Linked DNA regions of Hordeum vulgare: regions 2, 3 and 4 are each linked to region 1. A link is a contact called in public HiChIP or PLAC-seq data. All regions are on one chromosome and are shown on one strand. Each heading gives the region's core, a stretch centred on a gene start, on an enhancer-like site or on the middle of the called end of the contact. The rest is flanking DNA. Distances are from core to core; before and after follow the strand shown.

The links. HiChIP or PLAC-seq counts read pairs in DNA pulled down with a chosen protein or histone mark.
Region 2: an H3K4me3 HiChIP or PLAC-seq map of embryo shows a contact between it and region 1, with 3 times the contacts expected there. The contact joins the promoter of LOC123411286 here to the promoter of LOC123410073 in region 1. A contact is called at or near these places in 4 of 6 Hi-C or Micro-C datasets (leaf and seedling) and 1 of 1 datasets of contacts at active chromatin or transcription factors (embryo).
Region 3: a contact with region 1 is called in an H3K4me3 HiChIP or PLAC-seq map of embryo, with 9 times the contacts expected there. The contact joins the promoter of LOC123409139 here to the promoter of LOC123410073 in region 1. A contact is called at or near these places in 4 of 6 Hi-C or Micro-C datasets (leaf and seedling) and 1 of 1 datasets of contacts at active chromatin or transcription factors (embryo).
Region 4: a contact with region 1 is called in an H3K4me3 HiChIP or PLAC-seq map of embryo, with 3 times the contacts expected there. The contact joins the promoter of LOC123409138 here to the promoter of LOC123410073 in region 1. A contact is called at or near these places in 4 of 6 Hi-C or Micro-C datasets (leaf and seedling) and 1 of 1 datasets of contacts at active chromatin or transcription factors (embryo).

Annotation. Positions count from the first base shown.
Region 1 is chr7H:302,865,234-302,867,988 of MorexV3_pseudomolecules_assembly, forward strand. LOC123410073 (monothiol glutaredoxin-S10-like) reads right to left here and starts at 1,427. Exons shown (of 5, transcript XM_045102961.1): 1 at 1,048-1,427; 2 at 847-920. The coding sequence starts at 1,289.
Region 2 is chr7H:302,545,733-302,548,437 of MorexV3_pseudomolecules_assembly, forward strand. It overlaps LOC123411286 (polyadenylate-binding protein 2-like), which reads left to right and starts at 1,341. Exons shown (of 9, transcript XM_045104218.1): 1 at 1,341-1,797; 2 at 2,446-2,564; 3 at 2,648-2,705. The coding sequence starts at 1,512.
Region 3 is chr7H:303,371,042-303,374,060 of MorexV3_pseudomolecules_assembly, forward strand. LOC123409139 (protein PROTON GRADIENT REGULATION 5, chloroplastic) reads left to right here and starts at 1,745. Exons shown (of 2, transcript XM_045102119.1): 1 at 1,745-2,159; 2 at 2,623-3,019. The coding sequence starts at 1,899. The coding sequence ends at 2,727. It overlaps LOC123409138 (histone-lysine N-methyltransferase SUVR4-like), which reads left to right. Exons shown (of 9, transcript XM_045102115.1): 9 at 110-391. The coding sequence ends at 144.
Region 4 is chr7H:303,351,119-303,354,036 of MorexV3_pseudomolecules_assembly, forward strand. LOC123409138 (histone-lysine N-methyltransferase SUVR4-like) reads left to right here and starts at 1,384. Exons shown (of 9, transcript XM_045102115.1): 1 at 1,384-1,531; 2 at 1,831-2,097; 3 at 2,190-2,424. The coding sequence starts at 1,888. It overlaps LOC123409140 (mitochondrial import receptor subunit TOM9-2-like), which reads right to left and starts at 1,240. Exons shown (of 1, transcript XM_045102120.1): 1 at 727-1,240. The coding sequence starts at 1,186. The coding sequence ends at 914. LOC123409141 (a long non-coding RNA gene) reads right to left here. Exons shown (of 3, transcript XR_006612831.1): 3 at 2,434-2,918.

The DNA.
Region 1 (2,755 bases), core at 177-2,676:
ATGAACACGTCAACAAAATTAGGATTGGAGATGAAATTGAAGGTCACTTGCCCGTTTCTTTATACTCCCTCCGTCCCAAAATAACTGTCTCAAGCTTAGTACAATTTTATACTAGAGCTAGTACAAAGTTGAGACACTTATTTTGGGACGGAGGGAGTATGTATTAAATCTACATGCAAGCCGTGTTAAAATAGAAGACCTGTGGAATCTTGAACTGAACTTTTGTAGGGTAAGACCATATCTATTTGTGCCGTAACTACGAAGTCTCAGATTATAGACCATTTTTTTATAAATTAAGAGCGTATGATCTTTTTCTCCCGTTGCAACGCACGGGCCCTTTTGCCAGTGAAGATAAAAGACCTCAAGCCAATAAGCCTTTTGAACGTTATATCCCGAGAGCGCATTTGTGTCCGGGCGCCTAATTTCTGATAATATTTTATTGCTGCAGAAGCAAGGGAATATCGACGAAGATGTGAACCATTGAATCAAAGCCGGATGGATAAAATGGCGCCAAGCTTCTATTCTCTGTGACAAGAAAGTACCACAAAAGCTAAAAGGCAAGTTCTATAGAAAGGCGGTTCGACCCGCAATGTTGTATGGCGCTGAGTGTTGGCCGACTAAAAGACAACATGTGCAGCAGTTAGATGTGGCGGGGATGTGCATATTGAGATGATGTGTGGTGCCGCTGTTATGGAAAGCCCAATCTCCCCGATGGTTCTCGGAGCATGATCAAAAGAGAAGATGGAGATCACTCCTCCGCGGGCGAAGAAAAGAGAAGATGGTTCGTGGAGCATGATCAAAATCAATTCTCCTATAGATACGAGTAGAAGAAGAAGAGGGACGAACCGAGATGGTCGAGCTCGATGACATGTGGATCCACGCCAATCCGCTTGAAGAGACCCTTGACCTCCATTGAATACCTACGGTGTAGTGTAAGCACCAGAGCGCATATGACGAAGGGAACACACGAGTGGCTCGAATGAATTAGTCGCAGAAAACAAATCGTGCAACGAATTGGTTGTGTTGGACTTCAGGTGAGGTTCTTACGAGCACCACGACTTGGAGTAGATGACGACGGGGTTGTCGGCGAGCGTCTTCTTGACAGAGTCCTCCATCCGCGAGCCGAAGGAGGAGTCCGGCGAGGAAGAGGATGACGAGGCCCTGGCAGCGACGGCCCTGGCGCGGCGCGCGGCGAGAGCGAGGCGAGGGAGAGGTATGGACCGGGGGCACCAAGGGAGACCGAGGTTAGTCGCGGGGAGGCGGCAGAGGGTCGGGCACGGCGGCGGCATTTGCGGCGACGGGACGATGAAATCGCGATGGCGATGGGGATGGCAATGGCGATGGCGATGGCGATGGCGAGACTCCTTCACCACCACGATTCTCTTCCCTTTTTTTTTAGGGCTTATTCTCGTTCTTGTTCTGCGTGAAGAGAACGCAATCCCAAGCCACAGCCCAATAATGTCGGTAACCGCCCTTCCCAATTGAACGCCCCTATATCTCGCCTTCAATGGGGCGTCTCTATATCTCGCCTACAGCGAGAGGAAGGAACCCTCGCTGAAGGGGAGACCGAGAGGCACTGGCCCAGAAGCGCGGGAGGCCGACGCCTCATTTCTCTGTTTTTCCTTTTACATTTTCTGTTTATTGTTTTCTTTGTTTTTTCACATTGCTTTATACTTTAAAACTCTCTCTCTCTCTCTCTCTCAACTGTATAAACAATGTGTATAAATATTTAATCATGTTTTAAAAAAAAATCAAGCATTTGAATTTTTTAACAAGTTTTAAAAAATGTTGATCAAGCATTTGAAAAAGTTAAAAGTGTATAGAAAAATGTTTACCATGTATAAAAAAATAATGAATTACTTTACACTGTATATAAAAATGTTAATCAAGCATTTGAAAAAATATTGGACCAGTATTTAATAAATGTTCATCAATAGTTTCAAAAATGTTAAATTTGTACTCAGACGATGTTGACCATATATTAAAAAATTAAGAATTTTTTCGATCAACTATATAAAAATGTTAATCAAGGATTTGATAAAAAAAATTGAACAAGTATTTGAAAATGTTGATCAAGCATTTGAACAATGTTAAATGTGTACAGAAAAATCGTTGACCATGTATTAAAAAATGATAAAAAGTTTGATCATTTATATAAAAAATGTTAATCAAGCACTTGTAAAAATATTGAACAAGTATTTCAAAAATGTTAATCTACCATTTCAAAAAATGTTGAACAAGTATTTGAAAACTATTAATCAAGCATTTGAAAAAATGTTGAACAAGTATTTAGGAAATGTTAATAAAGCATTTGAAAAAAGTTAGATGTGTATAGAAAAAATATTGACCATCTGATATTGCATTTAGAAAATATTAGTCAAGCATTTGACAAAAATATTAAATGTGAAAAAAAATATTGATGGTGTATTAGGAAATTTTAATCTTTTTTCTGAAAAAAATAATCAAGCATTTGAAAAGTTTAAAAGTGTATATAGGAAAATGTTCAACATGTACTAAAAAAAATTAAGCAAGCATTTAAAAAATGTTAAAGATATGTATTGAAATATAGACAATGTAATAAATTCTAATTGAAAATTGTTAGATATGTATTAGAAAAATGTTTTTGACATATGCAAAAAATGTAGAATGAAATCCAAAAGAAACAAAGAAAACCAAAAGATGAATACAAAAAAGAAACAAAAGAAAATGAAAAATAAAACTGAAGAAACGAATGCAAAAAGATTGAGAAATGGTG
Region 2 (2,705 bases), core at 91-2,590, 320 kb before region 1:
GCACAAGCATTCAGCTGGGACGATGAAAGGATGATTCTTGACCCTTTCATTGACCAACGACAACAAAAGATAAGGTGTTAAGTGTAGCGTCAAGACAATCTGGTAGATTGGATCGGATTTGACAACCAACAACAATGATAGGAACATTAATTTTGTTGTTCCGTGGCAACACACGAGCACAAAGAAATGGGGTCGAGGGGTCTGTTTGACAAACTTTTCAAATTGCGATGTTTTTTTTCTGAAAATTTGCCAATGAACTGGGCGGGTGACAAGGATTTTGAGACGGAGAGAGTATTATTTTTGTCAAAATATACTTCAAGTGAAGTGGATTTATCTTACAACTCTCGTGCTTGATGAGTTGGCACCTTGCATCCTGCCAAAACCCAATCCTCTTATTCTCTAGCTAGAGTAGGGCTCCTTAAGAAAATATGATACTAATATTTTTGGCACAAAAATAGTGGTAATGACTATCTTTTAAATAAGCATGAAATTTGGTGTGCCTTATGTTTATATACACAATGTCAAAGAAAGCTAGAGGGTTGTGGTATTGCACGGGCATTCACATTTTGAAAGAATAATAAATGTGTTGATTAACACATCATACATGTAAAGATCAAACAAAAAGAGTGAAATCGTTGTTCCTTCTATATTATTTTCTATACATCCAAACAAACAAAGTGAATTTGTTCTTGATATTTTAATGATCTACATATTAACATACCATTTTGTATACAATGCTGCCTCCAGCGAGAAATGTCTTGCTATGATGGAAAGGGGATGGTCCTACAGGAGCACAGGCTCTATCGCGAATGTTTCGCTATGGTGGGAAGGGAAGGGTCCTGCAGAAAAAAGGAAAGGGTGCATTATGGGGTAGGATTTTTGTGTAGAGACCATGTGCCAGAGTTAACATGACGGATAGTCGAGATAAACACATTTTTCTCTTCCTCATATATGGTTGATTTGTGGAAACATGGACTATCTAGACGGTTGAATTTTGGGAAGCCCGTTGGGCGCCCTTTGATCTATGAACTCACACAAACGCATGAGTGAAAAATGAGTTTCGACATTGAAGATGACCTCAATCACTGATTTGATTCATTTATATGCATAATAACCTGTAGCAACATACGAGCATTTTACTAGTAGAGATATAGAGATATCAAACAAACAAAAATGAGTTGAGAAGGAGCTACCAAACGCGCTCTTTGACTCTGGCCTCGTCCATCCGGCCCGTCAATCCCTACTCGAGCGCCACCTCACGAATCCAACCGTCGTCACGGCATCTGGGATCCCCACGCTCCCCTCCCCACCCTTCTTATTGCCCTCCCCCTCCCGCCGCCGCCTGGCCCCTTGAGCGCCGTAGTTGGGAGCGAAATCCTCTCCTCCCATTCCTACCAAACCCTAGAAAACCCAAAAAAATCCGCAAAATTACCCCAAAAATCTCGAAAAAAATCATCAGGAACCTATCCTTCGGTCGGATCCGCTTATCTATTACCTTTCCTACCCGGTTGATGATGGCGGCGCAGGTTCAGGCGTTGGCAGCGCCAGCGGCTGGCGCGATGGAGGGCGTCGCGTCTCCGGCGGCTGTTGCTGCGGCAGCAGCTGCAACTGCAACCACTACGGCTTTTCCAGCGACGTCCCTGTACGTGGGGGATCTGGACGTGAGCGTGCAAGACGCGCAGCTCTTTGACGTCTTCAGCCAGGTCGGCTCGGTGGTGTCTGTGCGCGTGTGCCGGGACGTCAACACCAGGATGTCCCTAGGCTACGCGTACGTCAACTTCAGCAGCCCTGCCGATGGTGAGTATGTTCCTGCCTATTATCTGTTGGTCAAATCGCGTGGTTGGCCTGCTTGCAATGTCTTTGAAGTTGATTTAGTTGGATTAGTAGAAATAGTGTTTATATGCTTATTATGTTTATGGCTCCATGTTTCGCCCCTTTATGCATCGGGGATATACAGTGATAGTCGAGCCTCCCCTTATTGTTTTTCCAGAATGTAGATTCAGTAGTCACTAAATGAGGACGAGTCAGTTATTTTTGATTTAGGTGCTAGTGCTACGCAGTTAGCTAGTAGCCCTAGTAAGATCAAACTATTCAAATCTATTTTGTTGGCAGTAAACATGCAGAATCCGTACTTTCTCTGTAATATACATTTATATTTTTCTTCTGCACCGAACAGTACTTGCAATTCATTGTGAGTTACTTGGGCAGACTTGCAGTGCTGTTTTGTACAGACATTTTTGCAGAAACATACATAGTTTTATGGTTCTCTGATTTGGCATAACATGGTTTAGCAAGCCCTAAACATGATTAGAGATATATGATGCTCTAATTGCTTTATCAGCTGAAGCATACTTCTTAAAAACTGATTTTGATTTTTTATGCACTGAACTTCTACTATTTTATACGTGCTGTCTCTTTGTTCCTTATAATTTTAATTGCTTGCAGCTGCAAGGGCATTGGAAATGCTAAACTTCACTCCTGTTAATGGGAAGCCTATCAGGATAATGTATTCTAACCGTGACCCCAGCTCACGTAAAAGTGGTGCTGCAAATATATTTATCAAGGTATTACTAGATGTGAATGCTTTTCTTCTTGGATTTCGACAACAAACTATTTTTCTCACCAATGCTTCTTTCATGGTTCACAGAATCTTGACAAGTCAATAGATAACAAAGCGCTATATGACACATTTTCTGCCTTTGGAA
Region 3 (3,019 bases), core at 495-2,994, 510 kb after region 1:
TTTTTACTGCTTATTAAAAAAACATTTTTGCTGTCGGAACATATCTGGTGACTGGACGTGGTGTGCTTAATTTGGAGCACCATGTACATATGACGATTTTCATTGGCAGGGAAGAGGATTAGGGCAAGTGCTAGTCGGAACTAAGGATTTGCATTTGGTCAAGAGCGGTGGAAGAAGAGTGTTTGCAGATAGATGCAAGGGGTGGTGGCAGCCAGTCATATTTTGGGGTTGGGATGTAGTAAAACCAACTAAAACTGCCTGATGCAGAGCAAGTGGAACTTTATTATATGTGTCGTCAGTCTGTCACTGTGGTGTACTCCCTCCGATGTTATTTTGCAAAACGGTTTTATATTGTGGGATACCTAACAATAATTGCAGTTCACTTGCTTCACTACCGGTGCTTAGAGCATCTCTAGACCCCGTATTTTTCCGACCCCATAAGGCATCTATAGTTCGATGAAGCGGGGTTTTGTCAGGTCAAATCGTGCGTTGCAGAATAGATCCAACATATAAAATTGTATAATTTTAAAAAAACTTTTGCGGAAGAAATTGCAACCGCATTGATCATTTATAGTTCATCACATACTACATGATCATACGTATACATTCTACTACTACTACTAGAAGGGGGTTGGGGTTCTCGTGGCGGTGATGCCGAGGTCGAGCTAAGCTAACTATCATGTCACACTAAATAGAGCTCATCGGAGCTTGTGCGGTAGTTGTCATGCGGCAGCGCTCAGTCGTTGTCGTCATCGGAGTAGAGGTCGACATAGATGTGTTCCTGTTCAGTGGCTTCGCGGCGCCACTCCACCTTGTTGCCGAAGGCGAGGTCTGATGTGACATGCTGCTCGTAGAACACGGTGTCGATCTCTTTGTCCTTCCGACGGCGCTGCCTGTCTTCTTTCGCCCTGCGCGCCAGCAGCAAGGGCAGAAGGGTTTTCGCCTTCGTCGGGGGGAGGAAGTCCTCCGGCCCGACGACGCCCCCGACACGTCGCTCCGGCCGCGCCTCATCCTTCGGCTTCATCTTCATCGAGGGGAGCTCCTCTAGCTCCCTCTTCATTGAGGTGAGGGAGGAGCGCGAACTCAATGCCTCGGAGGAGCTACTGCTGCCGGAGAAGAGGTGGTCGCACGCGTGGTCGTACTCCTCTGTCTCGCGGCGGAGGAGCGACGACGGCGGCGATCGGCCCCAACGCGTGTACCGCCGCGTTGGATCTGACGTAACGCACCCTCTCGTGGTTGTCATTGCCACGGCGACCGGAGTTGGCCATCTCGGGCGATGGATTGGAGGGGCGAGGCGGCGGATTGGAGGCGCCGACGGTGAGGGGTGGAGAGTTTTCACAACGACGGAGGGATAGGGTTCGGACCGTATCCAACAGCCGAACTCGCACATATAGTGGTCGCACGATCTCGTTTTCGGACCACCGTAAAAAAATTACGGGTTGGACTTCGTTTGTGGTGCCTGTTCGATGAGGTAAAACGGCTCAAACCCATATAATCGCTGAAACTTTACAGTTTTAATGATTATACGAGGTTTGGTAGAGATGTTCATGCTTTTTGCTTTCTCTTTCCATGTCAATTATAGTTTACTACTCCATAGTTAGTTTTACTTGAAAGTGGCATTGTGCTTCACTAGACTTTTGGCTCAATCCGTCTTAAGGATGACGTGGCAGAGAAATGGAAAAAGGCCAAGGAAAGATGACGTGGTGGCACGGCATAGGCCCTCCGTTGCTGCCCAGAAACTCCTCATCCCCTCACAACTGGAATCGGAAGAGAGAGGGGGCTTTGGCTGGCCACCAGCGGTCCGTCATCCGTCATCGTCTTGGCTACGTCTTCACCATATTCTCCATTCCCCCACACTGCACGGGACAGCACAGCGGAGAAGAGGAAGGAGAGCAGAGATGACTGCGTCGGTGTCCTACGGGCTGCGAGCTCTTCCGACGTGGTCTAGCTCTGTGTCCGGTGACGACCACTGCTCGGCGCTGGCCATGTCGGTGTCGGCGCGGCCGCGGTCGGCGCGGCCCCTTCGGACGCCCGCCAGGATGGGCAATGTAAACGAGGGCAAGGGCATCTTCGCGCCCTTGGTGGTGGTGGTGCGCAACATCGTTGGACGCAAGCGCTTCAACCAGCTCAGGGGCAAGGCCATCGCGCTGCACTCCCAGGTACCTAGCTCCTCCCTTCCGCTTGGAGTAACATATGCTTCCTCCGTCTCAAAATAAATGTTAAATTTATCATTAAAATTTGTATAAATTTTGTATTAAGCTGGTTGTAACGAAAGTATCATAGGTGGTATTATGCAAGGTAATTAGACAATTTTAATAAGGTGACATATAATTAAATGTTGTTCTATATATTATATGTCATGCATGACAATAAATGAACTATCCTATGATACTTTGTATTACAGATGTATTATCATATATTAATATCATATGCATGATAATAATATATGATACTTTTTATTACAACCAATCTTAGATCATCGACACCGATATTTATTTTGAAACAAAGGAAGTATCAAGCAGCTTAATCAATTTATTGACATACTTAAAACGCTTATTTTGAGACGAAGGGAGTGCCAAACAGCTTAATAAATTTATTGACATACGGAAACCAAATAAACAGGTGATCACCGAGTTCTGCAAGACCATCGGCGCTGACCCCAAGCAGAGGCAGGGCTTGATCCGCCTCGCCAAGAAGAACGGAGAGAAGCTCGGATTCCTTGCTTGACCTCACAATCACCCCTTCCTTCTCCTACCCTTTTCTACTAGCAAAAGGCAATCATCAACCTACCTTTTCTACTAGCAAAAGGGAGTCATCAACCGCTCTTCCATCTTTCCTTGGAGTTGGGAGATTGCATGCATGTATGTATACTAGTCGTATATCTTTTCTTCTCTTCTCTTCTCTTCTGGAGAGGGAGCAATTACTTAAACCAACATTGAGTTCAGTTAAAGTTCATTTCAACCTGGATGGATGGACAAATGATGTATATATCCTCTACTGATGGCCTCAGCGGTAGAGT
Region 4 (2,918 bases), core at 134-2,633, 490 kb after region 1:
TGCTCCTGTTACCAACGACCTCAAAATATTGGCCCTGTTGGGCTATTTGGAAGCTCAAAAACATCAGCTGTTCCTGTTACCAACGACCTCAAATACTGGGTCTTCAGGTATACGTCTTCTTGCATTATCTCACCACCACTACTTTCAAGGCTATAGATGTTCGTTTCTTCCCCTCTTCTGATGACCAGGCTAGAGCTGTTCATGCTCTGCGTTAGTTTTAGCTGAAATTATAGTTCATACTGATGTTTGTGTGCACAGGCTGTTGAGGATGGCAGGAGGGAGCGAGGAAATGCTTCCCTGATGATCATGGGAGATGATGGTTCAAACAATGATTTTGCACCAGTGTGTGCTGATGGATACCTTCCCAAGCTCTTTTGAGATCTGTTTTGCTTCGCCTTGGCTCCCCCCTCTACCCTGTTAGGGTTGCATGCAGCAGGAGAGTTGCGGCTGGGATAACCTTACTTTAGTTTACCTGCTTTGCTTTGCGCCAAGACGCTGTTTTTATGTTCTCTTCTGTTATCCTTTTGATAGTGGAATCTGATCCATTCATGGTGGATCGTATGAGTAAAGAAAGATACTAAATAGGCAATCATAAACAAACACAGGACCGAGTTCTGGTTATGGGCCATTGTTACAATCAGAAGTCAGAATCGTCCCCAAGGAATGATATGTATGTATGTAGTGTACGTATCTAAATAGGCAATCATAAACAAACACAGGACCGAGTTCAAGACAAGCTGGTGATATTGCGATAATTGTACCGAGCAGGAGAAGGAGCAGTCACAGTCACAACAACAAGGCATGATCTTTCTCTCCGATAACAGACACAGACACACTAGTGATAAAATTGTCGACAACTTATGATACCAGGCAAAATGAAATGTGAAGGACGGAAGCGAACAAGAGGAGAGATTTATTTGGCGAGGGTCGGCGGCGAGCCCAGAAGAGCCTGCTGCTGGAGGTCGAGGTCGACCATCTGCTGCTCGCGGTCCATCTCGATGATGAGCGGCACGACGAGCACCAGGAAGGTGGTCCCCGCGATCCACGCCGCCTTCCCCGTACTCCGCAGCAGCTTCCCCGCCACCGCCGCGGCCTCGCGGCCGTGCGCCGCCACCGAAGACCGCGAGATCGCAGCCAGGACGCCGCCCGCGTCGCCGCGCTTGCTCACAGCAGAGGACGACGCCATGCCCTCTCCCTTGTTTTGATCTGGACTGGATGGAAGGGATTGATTCGATTAGGGTTTCTATTCCAGCAAGAGGACGACTCCTTTTTATTGGACTGGACTGGACTGGACTTGCGAGGCCTTTTATGGGCTTATTATTATCATCACTAAAGAGGCCCGTGAGAAGGGCAGGCCCAAAAGGCGACGGTATTAGTGTCAGTCAGTCAGTCAGCAGCAGCAGCAGGCAGTCTCCCTTGGCCTCGTCGTCTTCCTCCGGACTCCTGCGCCTCGAAACCCCAGCCAGCCTCCAACTCGCACCCGCCCCGCCCCAGAACCCCTGACTCGCCCACTTTGCCTTGCGACGTGCAGGTCTGTGACCATCGATCCTTTCTTCTAGCAGGCTCCAAAGTTTCGATTTCTTTTCTTCTTGTGCCCTAGGTGGGTGCATTCCCCCTTCTCTCCCTCTCCCTCTCCCTCCATCTCCCTCTACTGATGGATGTTTCTTGGTACAACCTGACGCCCTTTCAAGATTGGGGTTTCTTCTTATCCAGCCGTTATTCGATGCAAATTCGCGCATTCCTCATTTCTCCTAGGGTTTCATAAACGAATTTGTCTATTTATTTTTCGTCTTTGTCTTAGGAGGAGGGTTTGATTGATAGTGCAAATAGAAACCTTCTCTGCAGCACAAGTCAAGTAGCAGTGGGACATTTCATCATAGGAAGGCCATGGTTTCCCACAAGGACAAGACTCAAAAGGCCTATGTGGCCATGGGGCGTCTCGGCTTCTCCAAGAAGCAGGTTGAGCCGGTCCTCAGGCACCTCTACCACCTCTTTGACAAAAACTGGGCGCCCATCGAGGACGAGAGCTACCGCATCCTTGCTGACACCATCCTGGATGCCCAAAACAATCAACCAATGCCTGCCGCTGCCCGTCATGTACAAATGCTACTACTCTACTTTCTGTTTCTTTACTACTAGTGATAATTACCACTTGATGCTCAGCCTTCCCAATTGCTGTTTCACATCAGATGACGGGCCAAGAGTCCGAACCTCACAACTCAACGTCGGCCACACCAGATCCAGATGACCAACACCCTTCCGCTGCTCGGTATGACACTGATAATGAAACCTCCCTCATCAACAGACCCATGGGTGTCAATGAAAATTCCCAAGATGCTCTCTTCTTACAAGAGCCCAAGCCTGAACCTGAAATTGATGTTCCAGCTGCTCCTCTTACCAACGGCCTCAATATTGGGTCTTCAGGTATGCGGCTTCTTGCATTATCTCACCACAACTACTTTCAAGGCTAGAGATGTTCGTTTCTTCCCCTCTTCTGATGACCAGGCTAGAGCTGTTCATGCTTTGCGTTAGTTTTAGCTGAAACTAGTAAGATGCCCGTGCTACGCTACGGAATCACATAAAATGAAATGGAACAACAAAAGTATAAATCAATGTAGTACTGCATTTTTGTTAAGATATGGTTAGGCTTTAGCCACATAAAAAATAGCAGTTATATGCATGTGCGCAACTATTTTCAAATGCGTCATGCATTGAAGGTTACATTTCTCATTTGCCTAGAAAACACAACAACTTGATTTCTCAGACGAAGTTGTCTTGGCATTACACCATCATAAGATTTCACGTTGTAGGTGAAACTCAGTTTCAGTTACATCAACAATTACAAAAGCACCGAACAGATTTTTAACGACTCATACACCCAAATTTAAGCAAAAGCCGATTAACACAATCCAAAAGCA